Linked DNA regions of Anas platyrhynchos: regions 2 and 3 are each linked to region 1. The links are chromatin contacts, called in public Hi-C maps. All regions are on one chromosome and are shown on one strand. Each heading gives the region's core, a stretch centred on a gene start, on an enhancer-like site or on the middle of the called end of the contact. The rest is flanking DNA. Distances are from core to core; before and after follow the strand shown.

The links. Hi-C and Micro-C count contacts between places; a contact is called where the count stands out from the background.
Region 2: a contact with region 1 is called in a Hi-C map of skeletal muscle, with 2.2 times the contacts expected there. The contact joins the enhancer-like site here to the promoter of VEGFA in region 1. A contact is called at or near these places in 2 of 8 Hi-C or Micro-C datasets (both in skeletal muscle).
Region 3: a Hi-C map of subcutaneous adipose tissue shows a contact between it and region 1, with 1.6 times the contacts expected there. The contact joins the enhancer-like site here to the promoter of VEGFA in region 1. A contact is called at or near these places in 5 of 8 Hi-C or Micro-C datasets (F1 follicle, liver, skeletal muscle and 1 more).

Annotation. Positions count from the first base shown.
Region 1 is chr3:35,045,047-35,049,254 of IASCAAS_PekinDuck_T2T, reverse strand. It overlaps VEGFA (vascular endothelial growth factor A), which reads right to left and starts at 1,380. Exons shown (of 9, transcript XM_027453982.3): 1 at 363-1,380. The coding sequence starts at 428.
Region 2 is chr3:35,258,215-35,262,485 of IASCAAS_PekinDuck_T2T, reverse strand. No RefSeq gene overlaps it. Among named protein-coding and RNA genes, the nearest start is that of TMEM63B, 100 kb to the left of the region's middle. Within about 2 kb of position 2,820, at least 5 of the 8 cell types and tissues checked have an H3K27ac peak or open chromatin away from gene starts, as enhancers often do.
Region 3 is chr3:35,290,901-35,295,365 of IASCAAS_PekinDuck_T2T, reverse strand. No RefSeq gene overlaps it. Among named protein-coding and RNA genes, the nearest start is that of TMEM63B, 69 kb to the left of the region's middle. Within about 2 kb of position 2,500, at least 6 of the 8 cell types and tissues checked have an H3K27ac peak or open chromatin away from gene starts, as enhancers often do. A contact at or near this core is called in F1 follicle, where this site is marked.

The DNA.
Region 1 (4,208 bases), core at 131-2,630:
CCGAGGCCGGGAGGAGAGAGGCTGATGCAAGAAGCCAGCGCGCTGCCTCCCCTCCTTTTTCCCTTCCTTTCCCCTTCCCTCCCCTGCCCCGCGCAGCGCCGCGCAGCGCCCCGGCCCCGCGGAGCCCCACGGCGGGGGCGTGCAATGCGCGCACATGTGCGCGGCCCCTCCGCGCCTCGCCCCCTGCCTTCCCCAAGCTGCACACACGCCGGGCGAGCAGGTGGGAGCCGAGGGAAGGGGAAATTGTAAAAAAATAATAAAATATATATTTTTTTAAATTTTTTTTTTCCCGCCCCCTCCCGGCGCCAGCCCGTTCCCCGCCGCGCTCGGGGGGCACAAAAGCCCCGTCCCGCTCTGCTCACCTCCGCGCTCTGCAGATAGAGCAGCGCCGCCAGCCCCCAGTGGATCCAAGTGAGCAGAAAGTTCATGGTTGCCGGCGCACGCCGCGGAGGAACGGGGCCCGCCGCGCTCCGCCTCGCCTCCGCCGCCGCCCCGCCGCCCCGCCGCGCTCTCGCCTCCTCCGTGCCCTCCTGGGGTGCCGCCGGCCGGGCGCTGCGAGGCTCTCCGGGGGCAAAGGGGTTCCTCTTCGGGGTGTCCGCCTTCACCCCTCCATACGGCGGCCCCCGCTGCTGCTGCTGCTGCTGCCGGTGGGCGCTCCGCAGGGCCGAGCGCTGGCTCCGCGGCCGCCCCGCCGCCGCCGCCCGGCCCCCGCCGCCGGGCAATCCGAGCTCCACAGCGGCCACCGGGGCGAGGAGAGGCACCCGCGCCGCGCTCGCTCTGGGCTTCGCGCACTCACTCACGCCGAAGTTTGCGGGGAAAAGTTTCAATGCATCTCTTTTCCTGCGCGCACTCCCACCCCCCCCCACCTCGCCTCTTCTTCTTCTTCTTCGCGGCGGCGGCTGCTGCTGCTGCTGCTGCCTCCCCCCGCCGGGGGGGATGGATGGAAGGGGCTGAGCCCGCCGCCGCTCGGCCGTCCACCGCTTTAAAAAATCAGAAGGGGGTGGAAAAAAAAAAAAAAGAAAAAAAAAAAATCCAAACTGGCTGGAGAGGGAGGCAACCGGGGCGGAGAAGAGGGGGAAAAAAGGGGGGAGGGAGGGGGCTTTGAAGGAAAGGGAGAAAAAAAAAAAAATAAAAATCCAAAGTCTAGGGGAAAAAAAAAAAATCAATTAAACGGGAGGATAAAGCAAGGCGGCGAGCCAAGCGCAGGTCCCGGTGGCCGGGGAGGGCTTCGGTGCTCCCGCGGCGCGCTGTCCCCCGCCGGCTCGGCGGCAGCGGCGGCTCCGCGCACTCCAGCGGCGGCTCCGCGCAGCGCAGCGCAGCGCCCGCTCCACCGCCCGCTCGCCGGCGCTCTGCAACTGCTCGGCGCGGCCGCGGGGAGAGACGCTCCGCCGAAGTCCCACCCTCTCCGCCGATTCCCCTCCCTCCTTCTCCTCCCCTCGCGTCCTTGCGGCTCTGGGCTAAAAGGCCACGGGGGTAAAAGGGGGTGCGCGGCGCGCCCCCCCCCCTTCCCTCTCTCTCCTCCTCTCCAGCTCGCCCCACTCGGGATCGTGCCCCACACCCCGACCCCCAGGCGTGGTTCCCACGATGCGCTCCCAGCTTTTTCCCACCCACCCAGGCACCCACCCCACCCCAGCCCCACGGGTGCGCTTGCTGCCCCGCCGAGCGATGCGTGAGTTCGGGTCAAAATTCACCTTCTGCCGTCCGCCCGTGGGAATCGCTCCAAAGTCCAGCCGAGCCCTTTGGGGGGAGGGGGCAGCAGGGGACAAATTGCCATCCCGGCCGCCGCCCGGCCCCCCAAGCCCTTTGCTTTGCAGCTGCAGTGATTTCTTGGCACCTAGGTGTCAAAGGGGAGGGGGCGCATCCTCGGTTGGGTTTGATTTCTCTTTATCCAGCTCCAGCCCCCCTAGGTCGCAGGGCCTGCCCACACCAGCCTTCGTCTGAGGAAGGGCATTATACTGGAGATCTTGCCAGGCAGACCCCATCCCGCTTTCTGGGAAGGTATTTGCAGGGCAAAAAGGTGTCTCTGTCTCCCTGGGGTTACCACAGGCATTCCCCAACCAAGCTCCTTCACTCGTGTCACCCACGAAATTTCCTCATATGGGATATAGCAGCAACACGCGCGTGTCGACATGTATCAGTCTCCCTCCTGCTGCCATCCCCCAAGGACCTTTGGTGGTGGATGGGGTGGAAGCCCAGGCCGGCAGCTTCCTGGGGCTTGCCACAGGCTGGAGGAAGGGGAAGGGGAAGAAGACACCAAAGAAAGAAAAGGCCATATCATCATTAGAAAGCAGGTATTCCAGCACTGTGCCACAGACTCCCACTGATACAGGCAAAGCGTTGGCTCTATAGAGGCACCTGCTGGCTGAGGGGAACACACGAAACATAAAAATAAAACCGAATAAAAATCTCTGCTCTCGGCACATCTTAGACCCATTCTTCCCTTTGTTTTCAACCGGTTTGTGTCACCCCTTCGTGAGATACTGGGAGAAGTCGCCGGGGTCCCGCAGATCCTGAGGAAGGCTGGCAGGAGGCTGGCAGCTCCATCCGAGCGAGGAGCCACCCCAGCTCCCACCCAGCCCCTCGGCTGCAGGGCCGCATCCTGCACCCCTGGGCGAGGGGAGAAACCCAGCCCAGCCAAAACCCTGGGGAAGGATATAATCCCTGTCCCCTCAGGGATCACGTTTCTTCAGAGGAATGGTGGGTGTTGTTCAAACATTGCAAAAGAATCCTTTTTTTTTTTTCTTTTGCTCTCTCTCTCTTTTTTTTTTTCTTTTTAACTAATTGTTCCAAAGAGTTTCTGAAGAAACAAATATCCATCCAAAATATCTGGAGTTTCCCGTATTCTGAACGCAACTGCCAAAAACGTCCTCCCGGAGATAAGGAGGCTTCCCCCTGGGGCAAGCGAGGGGATGTTTCACCGACTGACAGCAAAGCCAGGCTGGAGGTCCTGGAGGTAGGAGCTGCTTCGAACTGTCACAGCTCACGGCGAGCAGCTCCCTCCTCACTCCAGGCCTCTGCTCTTAAGACCAGCAGAGAGCAGATAATTCACTTTTTTTTCCCGTATTTGGTAGAAGGGGCCTTTTTTTTTTTCCCTAGGGGCCTTTTTCCCTTCCCGCTAGGTGAACATTTTATGAATGAACGTAGCTCTGCTGCAAATACCTTGCAGTTTTCACACTCCTCTGGAAGGATGAAATCCCCGAGGCCGGTGCGCTTTGGAAAGTCCCCCAGAGAAACCCAACAGAAAAGATTAAACCTGCCAGTGGAGAGGGGGAGCCTTACCCCCACCGAGCTACAATGTACTGTAAATAATGTACAGAACCCAGCTTCTAAAATTACCGCTACAGGATTGCTCAGCTCGTCTTACGTTTCGTCTGGATCCTGTGATCTTCCCACCTGCCAACATCCTGCTACCAGGAGCGCGGCGCGTGTGAAGTTTGTGCAAGCGGTCATGTACTTGCACGAATTCTGGCACAAGTGGGGACACTCATGTGCCTCCCGTGTTAGAGTTACACCGTAATAAATACGGGGACGGGAGATGCTGACATTGCTACAGGATCCGCGCTGCTCGCGCTACGTACCGCTCACCAAAAAAAGCAGATCGATGCGTGTCGTGGCTACGCCGCTTCATTAGCCTTGGTGTCTTCCTCACGTCCACGGCTCCCGAGAAAGAAAGGAAGAAGGAGTCAGGGGGCAGGATTTTAAATATGGAACGCCTGAAAGCACGAGCTCCATGTTTAGGCACTGCAGCGAGTAGGACGCGTGATCTGCACAGAGGCTGAGTGACGACTGCTTTGGAGCCGTGAGGCGCGGAGAACTTGGAAGAACCTGACCATAATTTAGGACTTCGTCTTCCAGACTGAATTCAGGGGCAGCTTTGGCACCGACTTCAAAGGGCACGGGATCAAGCCCGTATTTAGGGGCTCAAAATACAAATTTAGGAGCCTAAATTTAGGCATCCATTTTTTAATACCTTGCCCCGTGCTAGTAACAGCCTGCATCTCATCCCTCTATTTGACCTGAAAAGGGAGGAATGTCAGTAACTCTTCACCGGCTCGCCTCAAGGAACCTGTGGCTGAACAGGGGAAAACCCAAGAATCACATTCCCTGCACATCGTTTATTTTTCTCCCCTCTCTCAGGTCCCCGAAATAACAGCCAGAGCAGTGTTAGTAGAGGAGCTCAGGCCCACTTTGAAATTGGAACAGGAAAT
Region 2 (4,271 bases), core at 1,571-4,070, 210 kb before region 1:
GGGGGAGCACGGATGTGCTCTGACCTTCTTCTGACTTTAACTCCAGTTTGGAGATGTTTCCCTTCCATGTCCCCTTAGCGCTTGGCCAACATCAGGTGCTTTCACTTTCAGATTGTTTCGTGACTTTCAAGGGGTTCAAGCCTTTTAATCTCTTCCTCCCTCCCTGCCTGGACATTCGGGTTGAGGTATCTGCTCAGCTGGGCTCCTCAGGGGCTGAAACGAGATGAAAAGTCCTCCGCCGCTGCCTGGTGTTGCCTTTCATGGAGCTCTCCAGAACAGTTCTTTCCAACAGTTGCAAGGCACACAGGGGCCATGTAAGGTAGGGTGTGGGCTCAGATATCACCCTTGACTGATCTTGAGCTACCGGTGGGGTGCAGGGATGAAGTACCCAGCTGGGATCATGTTGCCAAGGGCTTAGCTGCACGGAGGGGAAGGTGTTGTCTGAAAGGGTCTCCTGGCACTAAGACGTAGGGGAGTGGGAAAGGTGAGGTGAAGGCACGCTGAAAAAGAGGAACAAAGGAGAGCAGGAGGGCCATAAGAACCTACACAGAGGTAGCTCACCTCCCTACAGCCAGGGAAAGTTGGGATCAAGAGCCCCAGATCTTTTGCAGCAGTCAAGCTAGCTCTGGGAACCACGCTGGGCAGCACTTAGTCCTGTGAATAGGCCCATTTGTCCTACGGGATTTGAAAGCAAAGCTCTGTGCGCTGAGTTAAAGGGGGGCACGCTGGGAAAAGGATGGGCACGCTGCAAAATCAGAGGCTATACGTTAGCAAGGTCTATGCCAAAGGAAAAAAAAAAAAGAAAAGCACCATGACCCTGCAATGACTTTGCCTGTTTAGCCTGTAGGGTTTCTTTGATTTTGCTTGTGATTTACAGTATCAACCACTTTGCTAATGTCTCTTAAATGAAGTGACCTGCAGGGATAAACTCTACAGCAAGACCTCACATGTGTGGGATCAGCAGATAGCGTGGACTGAAGCTCAGAGGGTGTTCATAACTCTGGGTGCTGCCACGGAGCTGAGGCAAAGGTGAAGAGACACCCAGAAATCTTCAAACTAGACCGTGCAGAGTAAATGAGGGGGTGCAATTTGTTCTGTGCCTCCTCCAATCAGGTTATCGGGGAGTTCCAGTTGTCCCAGCCCCAAATCACCACCTTACTGAGCTGAGACACCGGCAACAGCAGATTATCGTCAAACTTTCATCACCCGGAGCTGAGCACGAGCGTGAGAAATTTCAGCCCAGGAGGAAAAAAAAAAAAAACACAACACCAAACGGTTTCAGAAGGTTGCAGAAGCCAATGAAAAGAAGTGCTTAAAATAAAAGTGCCACCTCAACTATTAAAGCAGCCAATGTATAAGTGCATCCTGGCAAGGAGGAGAGAAATTGCATGGTCTGATGTGGTCAGTGCAGGATTCCAAAAAGGCGTCCGGCTAAGTACACCATCAAATGGAGACTTATCCTTGTTCCAGCGGGTTATTGAATCACGGCACTGTGAATCAGAAAGCCATTGGGTTGCCTATTGATTTAAAGGATGCCTTTTTGTCAGCAGCTCTCCTGCTTACAGTTTGCAGCCTAACAGTCAAGTAGGCAGGACCACGACCTGTGTCTCCAAAGAGGAGGTAGAGGTGACTTTACGCCACCCTTGCAGTGTCCCTGGTGCTTTCTTGTCTTGTGTTCTGTACTGAGGGATGACACAGAGGTCTGATCAACACTGCTATGAGACAAAGTGGTGCCAGGAATACAGGACCATACAGCTCTGTAGGGGCAGCTCAGGGCAGATCCTGGCATGCCTATACCTCCCCAACTCCCCCTTATTCCTTCACACTGCATGTCCAGGATAGCAGTGTATGTTGCAAGAGGCTAACTCATGGCAGCCCCTTCTACTCCATCTCTTGGAGTATTCCCTGCTTTTTTCAGCCTGATTGCACAAGCAAGATACAGTGGCCAGAGGTGGAGCAGTGCTGATTTTGAGTCCCAAGCTGCTGTGTCTGCTCATTACTCTCTGGTACTTCTGACATCCCTGCTGCCTCTTTCTGTTATGTTTTCCCATGGCTGGAAAACCATTTCTCATCCCTTCAACAAATCATCTCCTTCCAGTTCCTCTAAATGGCTTGCTTCTTTTGTCTTTCCTTTCATCACCATCCTCCTCCGTGACATGGTCAGCTCCCTCCATCATGTCTGATCTCGCCTTGCCTGCTGGCATCTGCATAATCGATATGGAAGGCTCCGTGGGGAAAGAAGTCTGTCTTACATGCTGTTTGTCTAGCATCACATACACCTCTCGTGCTGTATCAGTAATTAACTAGCATTGGTCGAATGCAGGCGAGAGCACACCCTCTGGCTTCTGCCGCCTCCCTGACAGCGCTCCAGCTTCCCCCGAAGGAGTCATCCGAGGATGTGTGAGATGTGCTAGATAGATGGCTAGCTGGCAGTGCTACAGCCACCTCTTTGGGGAAGCTGCTCTGCAGGGGATGGGCTGTAAAGCTGAGTCACGGTTAGAAGGATGATGTTGAATTTCCCTTGCTGCATCACTGTGTAACAGGACCAAGATCTTCAGTGGCTGTTCTTTATTACTTTGCTGCACCAGGCTAAGGGAAAATGCTGGCTTTGATGAGTTGCCAAGTCCTTGCTGAATTATAATAACTACTAGCAACACCAGCAAGAGTGATTTAAGAAAGAGCAGGAATAGAAATATGTGCATATTAGGTCCTTAGCAATTTCAGCTGGCACTGACTGTGGCCGCTGGATATAAAGGGCCGCGAGGCAGGGGAAAGGGATCAGTTCTGCTTACAGAGGGTGTCTGTGTCCTGCAAACCACAGGGCTGTGCCCTAGGGAGGCAGCCAGACTTAAGGGAGAGCCGGGAGCAGGCTGCAGGCCCCTGCCCTCAGGGAGGTGTCACGGCCCCTTTGCAGAGGGAGAATTGCTGGATGTGGTCTGGGGCAGCAGCAGGACCCCCAGTGCTCCCAGTTGGACAGTGCCTGCCTGCCTCCTGGATCCTGCGCAGACACTGAACCACAGCCCTGCAGGCTCAGGGCCAAGACTGGCCCTTTCCAGCTCCCAGTGTCTGCCTCAAGGACAAGCCAAGGCAAGTCATGTATGACTTCAGGATGCTGCACGTGGCAAGGCTAATGTTGGAAGGCTGGGTGTTCACCTCTGTGCAGAACAAAAAAAAACACAACACACCAACAAAACAAAATAACAACAAAACACCCAAGCCCAGACATCCTTCCCTGCCAAGAACCATGTTTTACTTACTGGTGCTATGCAGGGGTTTGGCTACTCTGAGAGCCAACCCAGCGCCCGCTGCAGGACCAAATAAGAAGCCACAGCAAGGCATCCGTGTGCAGCCCGAGCTCATGTCTAATGACAGCTGGGTGTCGGGTTGGCACAGGGACACAACTGATCCAGTTGAGTGAGACTGAGCATCCTCACAGGATCAACCTCCTCTCACAGAACAAGGTACTTGAAGAGCACCAGAAACATCAGGGACTGATGCCTGGGGAATGTATTTTCTCATCTGGAACCCCATTATGTTGATGTAGCTGCAAGAAACATCTCATTTAGCATTGTACTATCGAAGCTAGGCATATAATCTCTTTTACACGAGACACAAGCAATAGGCACATCTCAGAAGGCGATCTGATGTAAGAACATCTCATGGTGGTTGTGCAGCACTGTGGCTAAGTACCAGAGGGCACTTGGGTCAGGATGGAGCGTGTTTTACATCAGTAGTTATTCTGGGTCCTAGCACTGCAAGAGTAATCCAGACACTTACTGTTTCCAATTCATGCAAAGAAAGCTTTTCTGAGCCTCAGACAGCTCTCAGTCTGTCCGTCCAACATATTCCTTTTGCTAATGTGTGCCTGCTCAGCAGCCAAAAGAAAAGCAAAATACATTTGTAGGGAGGGCGGGGGGCAGAAGGGAGAAATGTTATGAAATAAAAGATCAGAGGATCAAGAGCACTTTTGAGGCTCAAACATGCCACACACAAGCTCTGGGCCTGTGGTCAGCCGGAAAACATCAGTTTAAAATTCCACAATAGCCCTGGTATTTAATCCTTCTAATGCAAATTCCCCCCACCCCAGTCCTAGATCGGCACTACTACTGTGGTGGCACAACCCGAGCCTTTAAGCCCTTTTGAAGTATGCAAGAGTCCCTGTTTCTCAGCAGGAGGGCTGGGAAGCTATGTCAACAATGTCAAAAATGTTCCTGTGATTACTGTACCTTTCTGAGCAGAAACCAGGAGAGAAAGCAATTAATGCCTCCTAA
Region 3 (4,465 bases), core at 1,251-3,750, 240 kb before region 1:
TCAGCATGTGGCACCCATGCCTTCAAGGGCTTTCAGGTGGTCCATGAACGAGAGCTCTTTTCTCCACGGTGGACTTCAGCAGTCACGGGGGTTGGAATAACCTCTCCCTCCACAATGAAAATGAAATGAAAGAGCCCTCCACCTCCTCCCTACAAGCAAAGTCCTGGCCTATTAACTGGGATGGCTGGGAGAGGGGGGGTGTAAAGCAGGGGAGAAACATATCTTTGTGTCTGCTTGACAACTTTGTAAGAGGCAATGTTACCATGGCAATGGGTGGTCTTTAGTGAGAAGGGGAGTGAGCTATAGTGTCAGGGTGAGGAGAAGGGGGAGCGATGCCGAAGGGAGGCGGCTTGAAAGTAGAGTAGGAAGGGGGAGAAAGGTCTGCACAGCAGTCATCAGGGGGTGACGGGCAGAGAACCACTTTTGGCAAAGGGCAGGTGGCTCAGACAGCAAGCCTGAGGGCTGGCACGGCGTCCCTGCAAGGTGGGCTGTCTCTGGAGCTGCTATTAGATGGGCATCTCTGGATAGGGCCCACATCTTCCCAGGGGGGCATCCCCACCCTCAAACAGGGCACTGCAACAAGCCCCCCAGGCCTCTGCATGGACCCAAAGCCACCACCTGGCCACGACCCCGCTGCTCTCCCCCATTCCCACCCCAAAAGCCCCTCTGCGTTCGGGGGAAGCCTTGTGGCCCACGCCAAGGCGACCACACAGTGTGGCCACCAGAGAACGGCCGGCTGGCAACAGAAACCAGTTGTCTGGGTGGGAGCCAGGGAGATACTGCAGCCCTGCAGCGAAATACGGCTGAAAGGCCAGAACCGCATGGGAACGGGCCTCCTCCCCACCTCTCCTCGGATGTGGCAGAGGAGTTTTCTTCGGGTCTCGTGTTTTTTGCAAGGGGAGGGGCTGGGCGGCCAGAGCCGCGAGTGCTGCCGCACAGTCGGACGATTGTGTGGTAGGTGGGGAGGAGAGGGAACAAAGGCGCAGTGCTGAAAGCACAGCACTACCAACAATTGCAGCGATAAAAAAAAAACACACCAAGCCTTCCCCGTGAGCTCTGCGGCGTGGCACGGGCTCTGCCAGGCCGCTCTCTGCACCAGCACCGGGGCTCGGTCCCGCTGCCATTCCCTTGGGAAAGTGCCACGGTGTAGGGGGAAGATGGACGGGCATGGTGGGCCCTTTGGGCCCAGCATGGGCAGCACCTCGGCCTCACCACCCCTCTCCTGGGGGCTCCCCGGGGGGCTCCCCGGCCATGGCCGGGCTCTGCCGGCAGGTGGCAGGGCAGCCCCGCTCCTCGGCCCGGCCCGGCCCCCCAGCGATGCCTGCGGGCATGGTGACCCCATGAAGGGGCTTGAGGCACCTTGGCATGGCGCCCCGCCATCTCCACCGCCTGCTGCAGGCTGGGGCGGGTGGCTCCGGCTTCGTGTCTTCCTCGGCCGTCAGCCCCGCCACACGTGGCCATCAGGAGCTGGACCTGGTGGCCACGGTGGGGAGGCTTGCCTGAACACCCTGCCCCATGAGTTGGTTGTTCCCCGGCAGCCTGCCTGCAAGGGAAGCGTTTGGGCCGGCTGTTCACGGCTGCCCTACAGTGATGGGCATTTTTATTATTATTAATGGCAGTACGTTCACACCGAGGTTAGGTTACAGCTCCATTGTGAGCGGCTCCGCACAAGCGCGGTCGGAGACAGCCTGTACTCCGGGGAACACGCCGTCCACACAGAAACGGCACCAAAAAGGGCAGGGAAGGGAGGCAGCACGGGGAGAGGAAGCGCTTTCCCCCCCGGCTTCATCCAGCAGGCCGGTGGCAGAAAGCAGGCTTTCTGCACCCATCCAGGCCCCTCATCCTTTGGACCGCACGGTCCTCTTGTGTAAGTGGAATAAATAACCTGTGACTGGCTGGTTTTTGGTGGTTCAGCATTTGTAAATGCTGACCGTTTACCCCTTGGTTAAAGCTAAACTCGCCGTCTCTTTCCCCAGCTGTTTAACGTAGATACAGGGAGCCGGGAGCCCACGGCGCTGTGCTCGGGGCTGTGAAGGTAAATCATTAACCCGCGGGGCTCCTGCCTGCCCCATGGGTGCCAGAGACCTCCGATGGAGGAGCACTGCCCACCCTGCCCTCCCGAGGGGCAGGCAGCCCCCTGGGTTTACCAGGTGGCCGGCCAGGAGGAGAGCAGGACCACTGCAGGCAGCTGAACTTTTCACTCCAGCTTACAGAGAGGTTTCCAGAGATGCTTCGAGGGAGGGAAGGGGATGGGAAGCAAGATTTGCAGGGGGACCAGCCTGGCTTTTTTGAATTCAGCTGCAGAGTTAGTTAACAAAGTTGCAGGTTCTCAGTCTCTTTTTCTCTTTCTTTGCCAACTCTTTTTTTTTTTTTTTCCTTCCTCAATATAAATACCCTAGGGCAGTTTCTTTTCTTTTTGGTATGAATGTGATGATCTTTCGGGCCTGCGATTGGCTCCGCGGCTTGTCATCGAGGACACACCTCCTGGCGAGGGGCCACCGCCTCCCCCTCTTGTGAAAGCTTCCCCTTGTAACAAGTGAGCGTAATTACATCAGTTACTCACTAGAGCACAGACCTGCTTTAAATTTTGGCCTCTCGGAGCCTTTGAGAAGCTGAAGGACTAGAAAATGCAGTTTCAAAGGCCTGTAACACTGTGGAGCGTGGAACTCAAGCTGGGCTCTTCCCTCCCAGGAATTAAGGCTCCCAGTCACATGCAAGGAGGAATGAATATCCCTACCAGCCACTGAAATGGCTACCTGGTAGGAGAACAGACCTGCCACACCAGGGGAGGATTTCCGCTTTACCAAAGCCTGGCCCACTGAAAAAAACAAAAACAAAAACAAAAACCAAAAAACAACACATCTGGTCCCTTTTGAATTGAGCCTTGGTGCAAATGAACCAGAAAAGGCCATGCTTCCAGGGGCACCGAGAAGGAAGGGAGCTCGGAGTGAGGTGCAGGGTCTGTGGACGATCCCTGTAAAAGAGCAGAGCCAGCTGAACAAAGGCATCTGTGTGCCAAAAGAAAATGCGTTTCACCCAGCAGCAAGGGTCTGCAGGACAGGGCCAGACCTTCTGGGGGGAGAGAATGACCCTGAAGAGCGGCGTTTGTGTACTGGGTGGGTATTGCAGCATCAGCTTGACACATTTCTGACAGATTGGGATGGGAACTTATAGCTTCTTTGGGCTTGACCCCCAAAAGGCTGAACAACTTGGGGGGGAGGGGGGGGAGCATCCTAGCTGTGCTCCAGAGGGCAAGGTCCTCTACTGGGGTAAATCACCAGAGCACATGGGGAGTCAGCGTTCTCCCAGCTGAAAGCATGCTCCACACTTGCATGGCAGAGTGTGGCTGATAAAGAGGAAAGTTTCTGTGCAAGAAGGCAAGGAAGTGGTGTTCTGACTGGAGGAGAGGACTCACTTCATGTCCCAGGGCATTCGGTCCCTGCAGAGACACAATCCTGACATACAGTAAAGATGCTGCTGCTAATTGGTGAGCTGGAAGGATGCAGATGAGGTGCAGACGAATTCAAACCATATGTCTGGCTAGAGATGAGTCTTCATGTACAGACATTTGCAGGGTGTCATAACTGCTAGTCTGACACGAGATGAACCTGGGCCTTTTCAAACACGTCTTGCAAAAAGTAGACACCTTTCCCCTTCTCCCCTCCAGCTATTCTCTCACACACAGGTGTTTGCTCAGAGTGTACTCCTGAACAGATCCAGCCCTGGTTCTGGATCAGGCAGAGCAAACCTTGAGCTGGTTCTCACATTGTCTGGCCAGTGGATTGACTGTAGCTTTTTTTTTTTTTTTTTTTTTTTTTCCCTCTCCATCTCCTTCATTTCTCTGCCCTCCTCCAAAATAAAAATAACCACCTGCTTTCCCTCCTGCATCAGAGAAACTTCTTCCTGGAAATGTCATCAGAACTGATGAGCCCCTGTGTGTGAAAAATTTAGGTTTTGATGATTTGGCATTTTCCCATGGAAGAAAAAGCCCTTTTGTTTCTCTGCCCAGCTCTCATAAGAAATGGCTCAGTGGCATGCTGTCTGTGTTTTCTCCCAGGGACCTGTTCTGGAGCTGCTGAGAAGCTTCCTAGGTCACGGTCCATTCAGAAGCTGGCAGGAGTTGCAGGACCAGGCAGGCCTGGTCTGAATGCAAGCAAAGAGCTCTAATTCATTATTACAGGCCTGAAAACATGACAAATGGTATTAGGTGCTTTCCATGGCATCTGCCGTTCTCTGATCATATCAGCTTCAGCGAGACTGGCATCTGGGTACCCAAAAGTGAGTGTACCCTCACTGAGAGGTGAGAGCTCCAGGGTGTCTGGCATCTCTGCAAGCCAGGACTCCTCTGTTCATCTGTCCCACAGGCTGGGGAGTGGGGATGAAGCAGGCAATGTTTAAGGTCTGGATATCTGGCACGAGAGGAGCAGGCGGAACAATGGGAGGTTGTGGTGCCTGGGGCAGGTGC